Linked DNA regions of Sus scrofa: region 1 is linked to region 2. The links are chromatin contacts, called in public Hi-C maps. All regions are on one chromosome and are shown on one strand. The core of a region is the stretch at or near the end of the contact, and the rest is flanking DNA. Distances in the headings are between cores, read along the strand shown.

Region 1 (5,139 bases), core at 1,301-3,800, 190 kb before region 2:
TAGGATACTACATGTTTTGCTTTTTTTTTTTCTTTTTAGCGCTGCACCTGCGGCATATGGCAGTTCCCAGGCTAGGGGTCAAATCAGAACTACAGCTGCTGGTCTATGCCACAGCCACAGCTACGCCAGATCCAAGATGTGTCTGTGACTTACACTGCAGCGTGTGGCCATGCCGGATCCTTGAACCCACTGAGTGGACCAGGGATCAAACCTGCATCATCCAGGATTCTAGTCAGATTCTTAACCCGATAAGCCACAGTGGGAACTCCTTGCTTGTCTCTTTTGTTGGCTGTCTTTCTCACTGCTCTAGTCCTAGGTCAGGGCTTGGAGCTTAGCGCCTCAATTCCTATCTGCTAAGCGAATACCTGTAGAGAGGCAGAGCTTGTTGCTTGTTTGTTTAAGAAAAGAGGAGAGTAGTTTAAAAGGTACAATTGTTTCACATCAAAGTACCTATAAACTGACAGGCCACTTTGCAAAATCCGACAGAAGCAACCACATTTTCCTATTTCTTATTCATTTATTTTTAAAATCTTTTTAGGGATGCACTTGCGGCATATGGAGATGCCCAGACTGGGGACAGAATTGGAGCTGTAGCTGCCAGCCTACATCATAGCCATAGCAACTCAGGAGTGGAGACTCATCTGTGACCTACGCCACAGCTCGTGGCCATGCCAGATCCTTTGAGCCACTAAACGAGGCCAGGGCTCGAACCCGCATCCTCATGTATACTAGTCAGGTTCCTGACTGCTGGGCCACAACGGGGAATTCCAGCTGGCATCGTTTTAAAAAGGAACTACATGATTTTCTTGGCTTTGGGCACTTCTTGTCTAAGCAATTGGAAAAAGGATTACCCTGTTAGGCCAGTGGTTTAAATGCAGGCAGAATAAACATTGAACTTGGCACATGAGTGGATAGTTTAAACAGACTTTCAACCTTTTAACTTCTTCTTCAGTCCTGCTTCCTGAAGAGGACTGAGACAACTAGCAGTCTTTTAAGGCATTTTTTTAGGACTGGTTGGAATTTGATATGGGGACATTCTCCTGGTTAAATTTAGTTTTCCAAAGTGCTGGACAATTAAGCAAAAAAAATTTTAAATGAACTTGCTCAGTGAATTCTACATGCCAGGCACTGGGCTATGTGCTGGCACTGTCCTTGCCCCTGAAATCCTGATGAGAAGCCACCAGTGTTTTGAGTGGAGGCAACATTCAGCTAATGAACACTTTTGTCTACACACAAAACACATCCTGATTGAGCTGGGGCTGTGTTTCAGTTCAGCACTTGAGAGATGCCCGAGAAAGGAAGCAACTGACCTGCCTTTGTGGGATCATCCCCCTGTTTACTGAGTGAGGGAGCTCCCCAGAAAGGTGGGCAGAGACCCAGGGTTGGTTAAAACACACTCCCTGTCCGCAGGGAAATTTGAACGACCCAGGAGGGAGGTGCGGAGCCCGCTGAGACCGGGATGGTGAATTCAGCCACCATGTTCTGGCTCAAATCTTTCTTGAGCAGCTGTTTTGTGCGAGACGACCCCCACCAGGCAGAGTGGTGAGCAGAAGACAAAAGTCCCTTCCTCATGGAGCTTAGTTTCCAGAGTGGGAGATGCACAGAGATGAAACAGTGCGGTTTTATTCGAGAGCCCTGAGAAATGAAGCAGGATAGGGCCGAGACGGAAAGGCGTGGGAAGGGTGGTGCTTGTGCTGCGGGACGGAGGCAGGAACCGTGGGCAGAGTTCCGCCTCGTGGCGTGGGCGTAGGCCACAGGGAACAGGGAAGGCCTCGAAGCAGAGAAAGCCCCGAATATTCAAGGTCGGCCCTCCTCGGCTGAGACGCCCTCATGCCTCCCCCGCTCAGGGCGCCCCACTCCCCTTCCGCCCGGAACCCCAGGACACCGCTCGGCTTCAGCAAACACCGCCTCCCGGTGTCCAGACTAGGGCATCGCCCTTGTCCCAAATAAATGCCAACTCCCACACGCCGAGAACGTTAAGAAGCATTTCGAGGTTCACTCCATCAGCAAAAGGAGGAAAGATGTCTTTGGCAGTCATTGCAACTGCCCACGTCGACTTTCCCCTCCAAAGTTTTGAGTGGCGACGGCTGTTCACGTCTCAGAAAAGAGCTTCTTGCCCAAGTGAACAAAACAAAACGACGCTAGCAAGCCCCGCTCCTTCCTAGTCCTTGACAGTCGGAGGGTGGTGTCCCACATTCGCTCCCTTCTGGAAAACTCCGCGCGTCCGGCCCAGAGGGAAGCCTGGGGCGGGGGAGGGAGCTGGAGGCCCATCCCCGCCGGGACTCTCGGCTCCAAGGTCAGCAGGCCCGGGCCGCGTCCCTGCGAGGCGTCCAGCCGGGGCCCGCCTCCCGGGACTCCGTCTCCATCTTCGCTCGAGCCCCCGGGAGCCGGGGCTCCCACCTGTCCGAATCTGCCCAAGGTTTCCAGGCAGAAAGCACCTTCCGACCAAAGGGCCAAGTCCACGGGGGCGGGGCGCGGGCGGGCCCGGGCCTCGGGAGGCTGGGTGGGCGGGGTTTGGGGGCGGGGCTTGGAGGCGGGGCGGGGCTTGGAGGCGGGGCGGGGCGGGGCCCGGGCGCCCCCGACCTGGTGCTGACCGCCGCGGTCTGGACACCTTGAGTGGGCGTCGGGCTGGGTCCCCGGCTCCTTCCCAGCGCGGACACGCGCTTCCTCTTCCGCGTTCCCAGGCGTCCAGACCGGAGGGTCGCCACGAGTTCGGGGTCCCCGCGAGTCCTAGTCTCCGCGAGTTCCGAGTTTGAGCCTTCTCGGGGAGCCTGGCTGCTCCTGCCGCGCCCCGGGCACAGGGGGCAGAGGGCACGGGAAAAGGGGGGGGCTCCTGCGGGAAAATGAGAAAGCCAGACGGGAAGATCGTGCTTTTGGGGGACATGAACGTGGGCAAGACGTCGCTGCTGCAGAGGTACATGGAGCGGCGCTTCCCGGACACAGTCAGCACGGTGGGCGGCGCCTTCTACCTGAAGCAGTGGCGTTCCTACAACATCTCCATCTGGGACACTGCAGGTGAGGGGCGAGGGGCTTCCAGCTGAGCGAAGCGGCTGTCAGGGCCAAGGTCGGGAACGGCCCGGGGTCTCCTGGGGGCGGGGTCTCCCAGAGCCAGGCCCTCCTGGGGCGGGGTGCCCGAGGGCCAAGTTCCCCTCAGGGCAGGTGTCCCCTGTCCCACACAGGGGTCCTGCTCTTGCTCTGCAGGTGACTGAGTCTTGGGGATCAGGCCCCTCGTCACAGTGTGGGGCCCCCCTTGGCCCCTTTCTACTCCTACTTCCCTTTGCTCTTTGGAAAACCAGCCGTTTAGCTACTGGGTACATCTTAGTGACAATCCAGGAAAGCACCCCTGGCTCCAAAGAGAACCTGCTGGTGACTTGTGTTCCCCGAGGGGCATCTGGCTCCAGAGCACCCCTGCCCAGACAGCTAGTGGTAACCCGAGGCATTTAAGTCCTTCCACCAACAGGAGCTCAGCTGCTGTCCACAACCACCTTGAGGGGTGAGCAGTGCTGATATAATTACATCTCCTTCCAAAAGAGAAAACAGGAGTTCCTGTTGTGGCTCAGGGGGTCAAGAACCAGACTAGTGTCCATGAGGACGCAGGTTTGATCCCTGCCCTCGCTCAGTGGGTTAAGGATCTGGTGTTGCCGCAAGCTGCTGCGTAGGTCTCGGATGTGGCTCCAATCTGGTGTGGCTGCAGCGTAGGCCGGCCCTGCAGCTCCGATTCAACCCCCAGCGTGGGAACTTCCACATGCCCCAGTGTGGCCCTTAAAAAAAAAAAAAAAAAGGACGAAAGGAAAAGAAAGCGGAAGCTCCCAACATTCCCTGAGGGCTTAGGCAGGAAAATAGGAAGCAGAACTGAGGTCTCTTCCCTCAATGCCAAGTTTATCTGCATTTCCCACTTATCATTGGCTTGATCTAGGCTCATGGACGTTATGGGGTTTTTGAAGTGATTTTCTGTAGAAGCATTTTTTTTTTTTTTTTTTTTTTTTTTGTCTTTTTGTTGTTGTTGTTGCTATTTCTTGGGCCGCTCCCGCGGCATATGGAGGTTCCCAGGCTAGGGGTTGAATCGGAGCTGTAGCCACCGGCCTACGCCAGAGCCACAGCAACGCGGGATCCGAGCCGCGTCTGCAACCTACACCACAGCTCACGGCAACGCCGGATCGTTAACCCACTGAGCAAGGGCAGGGACCGAACCCGCAACCCCATGGTTCCTAGTCGGATTCGTTAACCACTGCGCCACGACGGGAACTCCTGTAGAAGCATTTTTAAGGCAGGTAATTGTGTGGTATATTTGTGCTTTTTCAAAAGCACAGTTTACTGGAGGATCTTGCTTCAAGCTTACAGTTTAACTCTACAAAATTACACTGACATGAGGTGTTACAATAGAATATATTTCCTTCCCCACGAAAGGAATAAGATACCACGAGTAAAGAAACTGTAAATAGTATGGCCTGTTCTCAATGAACTTGACTTTCTGGAAGCCCGAAACTTTAAGGTCTGACTTTTTAAATGTCTGCACTTTAAGAAGTAAGATGTATGCCAGAAGATCCTGTCCAGAGTTTTCAAACTGCCGACTCGGGCGCACAGTCTGCTGAATAAACAAGATGTAACTCATCCTGTGTTTAAAACTGAATTAATGACGGCCACTGTCAGAGGCCCGCCCCGCCCGTTGCTGTCTTTTCTGTCTGCGCTGGTGAACGTCCTGACTAATTAATTTGCAATCACACTGTGAAAACAGCATCTCCCGGGTGCAGATGTACCTCCCCTGCTCCGTTCTCCGCCTCCGGGCTGCAGAGGGAGGTTCCTGCGAGGTCCCTTGCTTAAGCTGACTCTCCCGTGCTAAGGGTTTGGTGATGATGGAACGAGGGCTTTAGAAACCAGATCAAGTTAACACGACCCAGACTTTGCCTGTTTTTACGAGGCTGGTCCTTAGGCTTCTTTGGATGAACGGTTGGACCTCACTGCTGTCCTTGGTTACAAGACAGGAATTCAGGGTTGGCGCTGGGGACCCAAACTCAGAGCCTCGAGGCGGTGCTGCTGGAGGCTGACTGTTACCACATGGTGTGGCGTTTTGGGAACAGGGTGTCCCAGCAAGCGTCTTGGCATCTGAGGTGTGAAGGAGCAGTGTCATTTCGGCCAGCC
Region 2 (4,428 bases), core at 922-3,421:
AAACACAACCCACAAAACCCGTTGTACAATCACCACATAGAGACAATGCTGGCAGAGTCACCTTGAATGGCAGGGCTAGGACCGGGGACACTTGGTCAGTGGTGTCCCCAGTGGGAGACTTAGAAGCCCCACCCTGGCTCTTCCAGGCCCAGATCGCATCTGGGGAGAAACTCTTGTTTTTGGCCATTGTTTCCTCCCAGCATCGGGAGGAGTACAAAGCCCTCCTGTCCTCCTGGCCCCGCCCTCCCCCCAAGCCCCTCAACCAAAAGAACCAAAAACTCTGCCAGGGGCAGGACCTAGACGCCGGCTTCCTATGCCACACAAACCGTTCTGGCCCTAGGCCTGGAGCCTCAGGGCCACGTGTCTGACTCTCTCGTCTTCCCTCACTTCTACCACCGGCCTTTGCTCAAACGAGGGAACAGGATGCCCGGGGCCGTGTTTCTAATTATTCCTTCTCCAGGAAGAGCCCACGCCTGTAACGCACAGCACCCAAGGGAGGGCAAACCGCCGTTCTTTGAGGGAAGCGCGTTTTCGCAGAGCCTGGGCTGGGGAGGGCCTGCCCAGGACACGCGGATGCGCGGGTGCGCGCACACCACACACACACACACACACACACACACACACGCACACACACACGCGTGCGCGCGCGTGTAAGCAGGCGCAAGCTGCTTGCCTTCTGGCAAGGCCACTCGGTGTCCCAAACACTTTCTCTGGCGTGCGAATCATAGCCCGGAACCGGTGCCAAGACTTACCGCCAGGACGCTCTGCGCCAGGAGCCCCACCATCACGGTCCCCAGCAGCAGCCACCTGGATGGGAGGGGGAGGAGAAGCGCCGTGAGCGTGCGGCCCCGGCTTGGCCATTCCTCGAAGGACACGCGCGTGGGGCCCACGGGGACGGGCAGAAAGCCGCTTACCGTCGCAGGGCAGGGCCCGACGCCGCCCGCGGGTCTCGGTCCATGCTCCCAGTCGGGCCCCTCTGGGCTCCGATCCGTCCCTCCTAGACTGCAAGACAAGACAAAGCGGGCTTAGCGGGGTCTGGGTCGGGGGCGTCGGGGGAGCATCCTCGCCGCCCGCCTCGGTCTGCGGGACTGCGGAGAGCGGGTGCGGCCCCGCCTCCCGCTGGGGTGACCGAGAGCCGCCCCGCGACGAGGCCGGCCCGAGGGGAGCCTGCGCACCAAGGCCCGGGTCGGGGCCGCTCCGCCGCGGCCGCTCCATCCCTCCCCCCTCCCTCCTCCGAGAGCCGGGCGCGCAGCCTCCGCCGCCCGCGGCGCCGCGTTCCGGGGCCGCTCTCACCTCGGCCGGGCTTCAGGGGCGGTCGCCCGCGCGCATCCGCTCTGCACAAGCGTCGCCGGCGGCCCCGCGGCGCGGCCGCCCTCCCGGGCTTTCGGGGCCGGCCTCGGGCCCGCGTGGCCGCCCTCGGAGCTCCGCTGGGTCGGCGAGCGCGAGCGGCGGCTCGGGCGGCGCTGGGTGCGGAGCGCGGAGCCCTGCGTCCCGGCGCGCGGAGGCCACAGTCCCCCGGCCGCGCGCTCCCGCCGCCTCTTACCCGCGCCGCAGGGTCCTCCCCTTTGAGGCGCCGCCCGCCTGGGCGGCCCAGGGGAGGGGCTGCCCCCAACAAATTGGGGAGCTCGCGGCGCCGCGCTCAGGTCTCCGCCGCGAGCCGCCGCGCCCCGCACGGTGCGCCGCGCTCGGGTCCCGGCCCTGCGAGAGTGAGCCGCCGCCGCGGTCCCCCGCCGTCCCCGCCGCCTCGGGCGCGCCACCATGGGGCCCCGGCTCGGCGTCTGGCTGCTGCTGCTGCCCGCCGCCCTCCTGCTCCACGAGAGCAGCCGGGCCGCCGCGAAGGTGAGTCCCCGCCGGCTGCGCTCCGGCGTCCCGCCCTGCGCCCCGGCGCCCCGCGCGGCCCCTTTGTCCCCGGCCGGGGCCGCCCTCCGGGCCCGGGGTCGCGCGTGGTACGGCCAGGCGCCGTCTCCCGGCCTGTCCCCTCCGGGGACCCCGGTGGGCTGGATCGCGCATCCTTTGGGAAGCCTCCTTTGTTGTGGGCTGGGTGGGGGCGAGTTAGGGGGACTGCTCGGGGCCAGGGAGCAGCGAGCAGAACTCGGTGCGCCCGGCGCGGGGCGAGAGTGCCCAGAGTGAGCGGGATTTGAATTCGCACCTCGGGGGCGCCTGGCCGCCGGGCGCCTTCACCTGGTCCGGGTGCCCGAGCGGGCCGGGGGCCGGAGAGGTGGACACGCGCGCCCCATGCCGTTCGCGGCCCCACACATGTGCCTGGGAGTCGCTTTGGGCGTGTTTCTCTGCTGCTTTGGAGACTCTGGTGGTTGATGCTGAACAGTTCTGGGCCGTTTGCCTGGAAACAGCTGTATCTTTGCTTTCCCACGACTTTGCTGTTGCTGAAGCACAGAAGCGGGGCTTTTCTGGAGGGCTGCTTTCAAGCGTTTCCATACTCCACTCGATGACTTGCATTCTGTATTAAAACAGTTATAATGACATTACATTTGAGTGTGAAACCAAAATGAAACTCCAGCTCATTGTTCTATGCACAAATTGTTTTCCTAGTTTTCATTTCCTCCGGGAGTTCGGTTTGCAAAAGTGAAGGCGTCCAGCTGGGGACGGTCCCTGATGTTGTTCTTCCTTTTTCCCTTCCCTTCAGACGGAAGAAGGACCTCAGCTGTTCCCTAGTGTCACAGCGCGGTAGACAAGCCCTGGAAAGGTGTGGCTTCGAAACACATTTTGCATTTCCTGCCGGAATATTTAAGAACGATTTTCCTCTTTCCACATTTCTCACTCTTTTACTGTTTCAAATCTGAATTTTGCTCTTAGGTGTCCCCCCCCCCCTTTCTTCAGGCAGAATATTTACAGACTCTACTTCACTGCATATCAACTATTAACTGTTCCTTTCCAGAATAAACTGGTGGAATGCATGCAAGTCTTGGAATTGAGCGTCTAGCTCTTGGCTGGCAGCCGGGTCACTGGGTATGGAAAAGACTGATGATGACACCAGCAGTTAACCTCAGATGGTTTCTCCCAGCCCAGAGTCTAGCCAGGCACCCTGGTTGGTTATTTAAACACCCTCTGGTCGTGATGACAAAATGCTTTCAAAAGAGAAGGCTCTAGAACACTTTATTTGGGTCTAGAAATCTGGACCAAGAGATTTAGCAAGGAGGCATGGCAAGGAAACGTGAGAAAGTTCTGTATTTGGAAATAGGAAGCTCTGTTCAGACTTAGATTTTCTGATGGATAATAGTAGCAAATCAAAGCTAATTCTAAGAGCTAGCTTTCAAATAGCCAGGACTTTAAAGAACGAGCCACTCTGAGAGTGAACAGCCACTCTGACTGTTGGGGTTGAGATGACTTTGCTTCTCTAGCATCATTCTCGGAAGCCCACTACATTCCCGTCCTGGCTCTGCTCCGTCCCTACACATCTCACCTAGTGTTTTAAGAGCTCTGGTGTGTGGAACCCTTTGATTCTCAGGGGACTGAACAGGTGCTATCATTTCACTATATTTCTCCTGGTTTATTTAGGGAGAGAAAATTTATTAGTAAGCCCAGGGCTTATGGTTGTACAAGAAAATCCATGTTGAAATAATATCTGGCTAACTTGAAAATTTGTCTCACTCTTCATGCCAATGACTTTTTTTGTTTTGCCTACCTCCTTCCAAAATCAGCTGTGAGGTACACCAGAAAGCTGAAATACTTTCCATATTGACCCAAGCAAAACATTGTTTAAAAATGCATTTTGAATCATAAGATGCTATAAATCAGTCAAATCCCAATTCAAAAGCCAAGACAAAGGATTCTTGGATTACCTGTGTTTTTGGGTATCTGATTCTCACTTTACCTGCATTTTACACCCAAACAGCACCTACTGTGTGCCAGGCACAAATTGCACGTATCATTATTGTTATTATTGTTCCCACGAAAGGCTGTTTGACTTTGTTTTTGACCATCTCTGCTATGGCTGTACCATTCATTTACCAGTGGGTGGATTTCCTAAGCCAGTGATTTTTTTTCCCACCCTCAGGTTCGGCCCATAGTGTTGAGCATCCCCTGTCCTGAGTTCCATAGTCACTGAGCTGAATGAGTTCTTCCTTCCTCCAAACTCCCCCCTCCGACGGGTCTGTAGAATACTTCTTGACAAATGATTTCTCCGGATCAGAAATGTGAACTTTCCCCAAAGCGTGGAGATGCCTGCTGGGGGTTAGGGTGTTGGCATCGCCAGACCATTAGTCACTATTCCGGGACTGAAGGACCTAGAAGGCAAGCGAGGTGAGATTTAATTCCTGTGAGTGTGGACCACATTCTGCAGAAAGTGCAATTTAGGGGAGAAGGCGGATTTTTGACTTAGTCCCCATGACAGCAGCATGAACCGAGTATCTCAGGAATGAGCTTGATGAAGATGTAATCAAATCTTCATGCTCTTGACGCCTGGAACTA

Evidence for each region. Hi-C and Micro-C count contacts between places; a contact is called where the count stands out from the background.
Region 1: a contact with region 2 is called in a Hi-C map of heart right ventricle, with 1.6 times the contacts expected there. The contact joins the promoter of RAB20 here to the promoter of COL4A2 in region 2. A contact is called at or near these places in 2 of 47 Hi-C or Micro-C datasets (embryonic fibroblasts and heart right ventricle).

The regions. Positions count from the first base shown.
Region 1 is chr11:77,186,304-77,191,442 of Sscrofa11.1, reverse strand. It overlaps RAB20 (ras-related protein Rab-20), which reads left to right and starts at 2,550. Exons shown (of 2, transcript XM_003482931.4): 1 at 2,550-3,015. The coding sequence starts at 2,844.
Region 2 is chr11:76,994,628-76,999,055 of Sscrofa11.1, reverse strand. COL4A2 (collagen alpha-2(IV) chain) reads right to left here and starts at 2,171. Exons shown (of 48, transcript XM_021065909.1): 1 at 2,150-2,171; 2 at 915-1,002; 3 at 753-807. The coding sequence starts at 958. It overlaps COL4A1 (collagen alpha-1(IV) chain), which reads left to right and starts at 1,647. Exons shown (of 54, transcript XM_021065910.1): 1 at 1,647-1,839. The coding sequence starts at 1,759.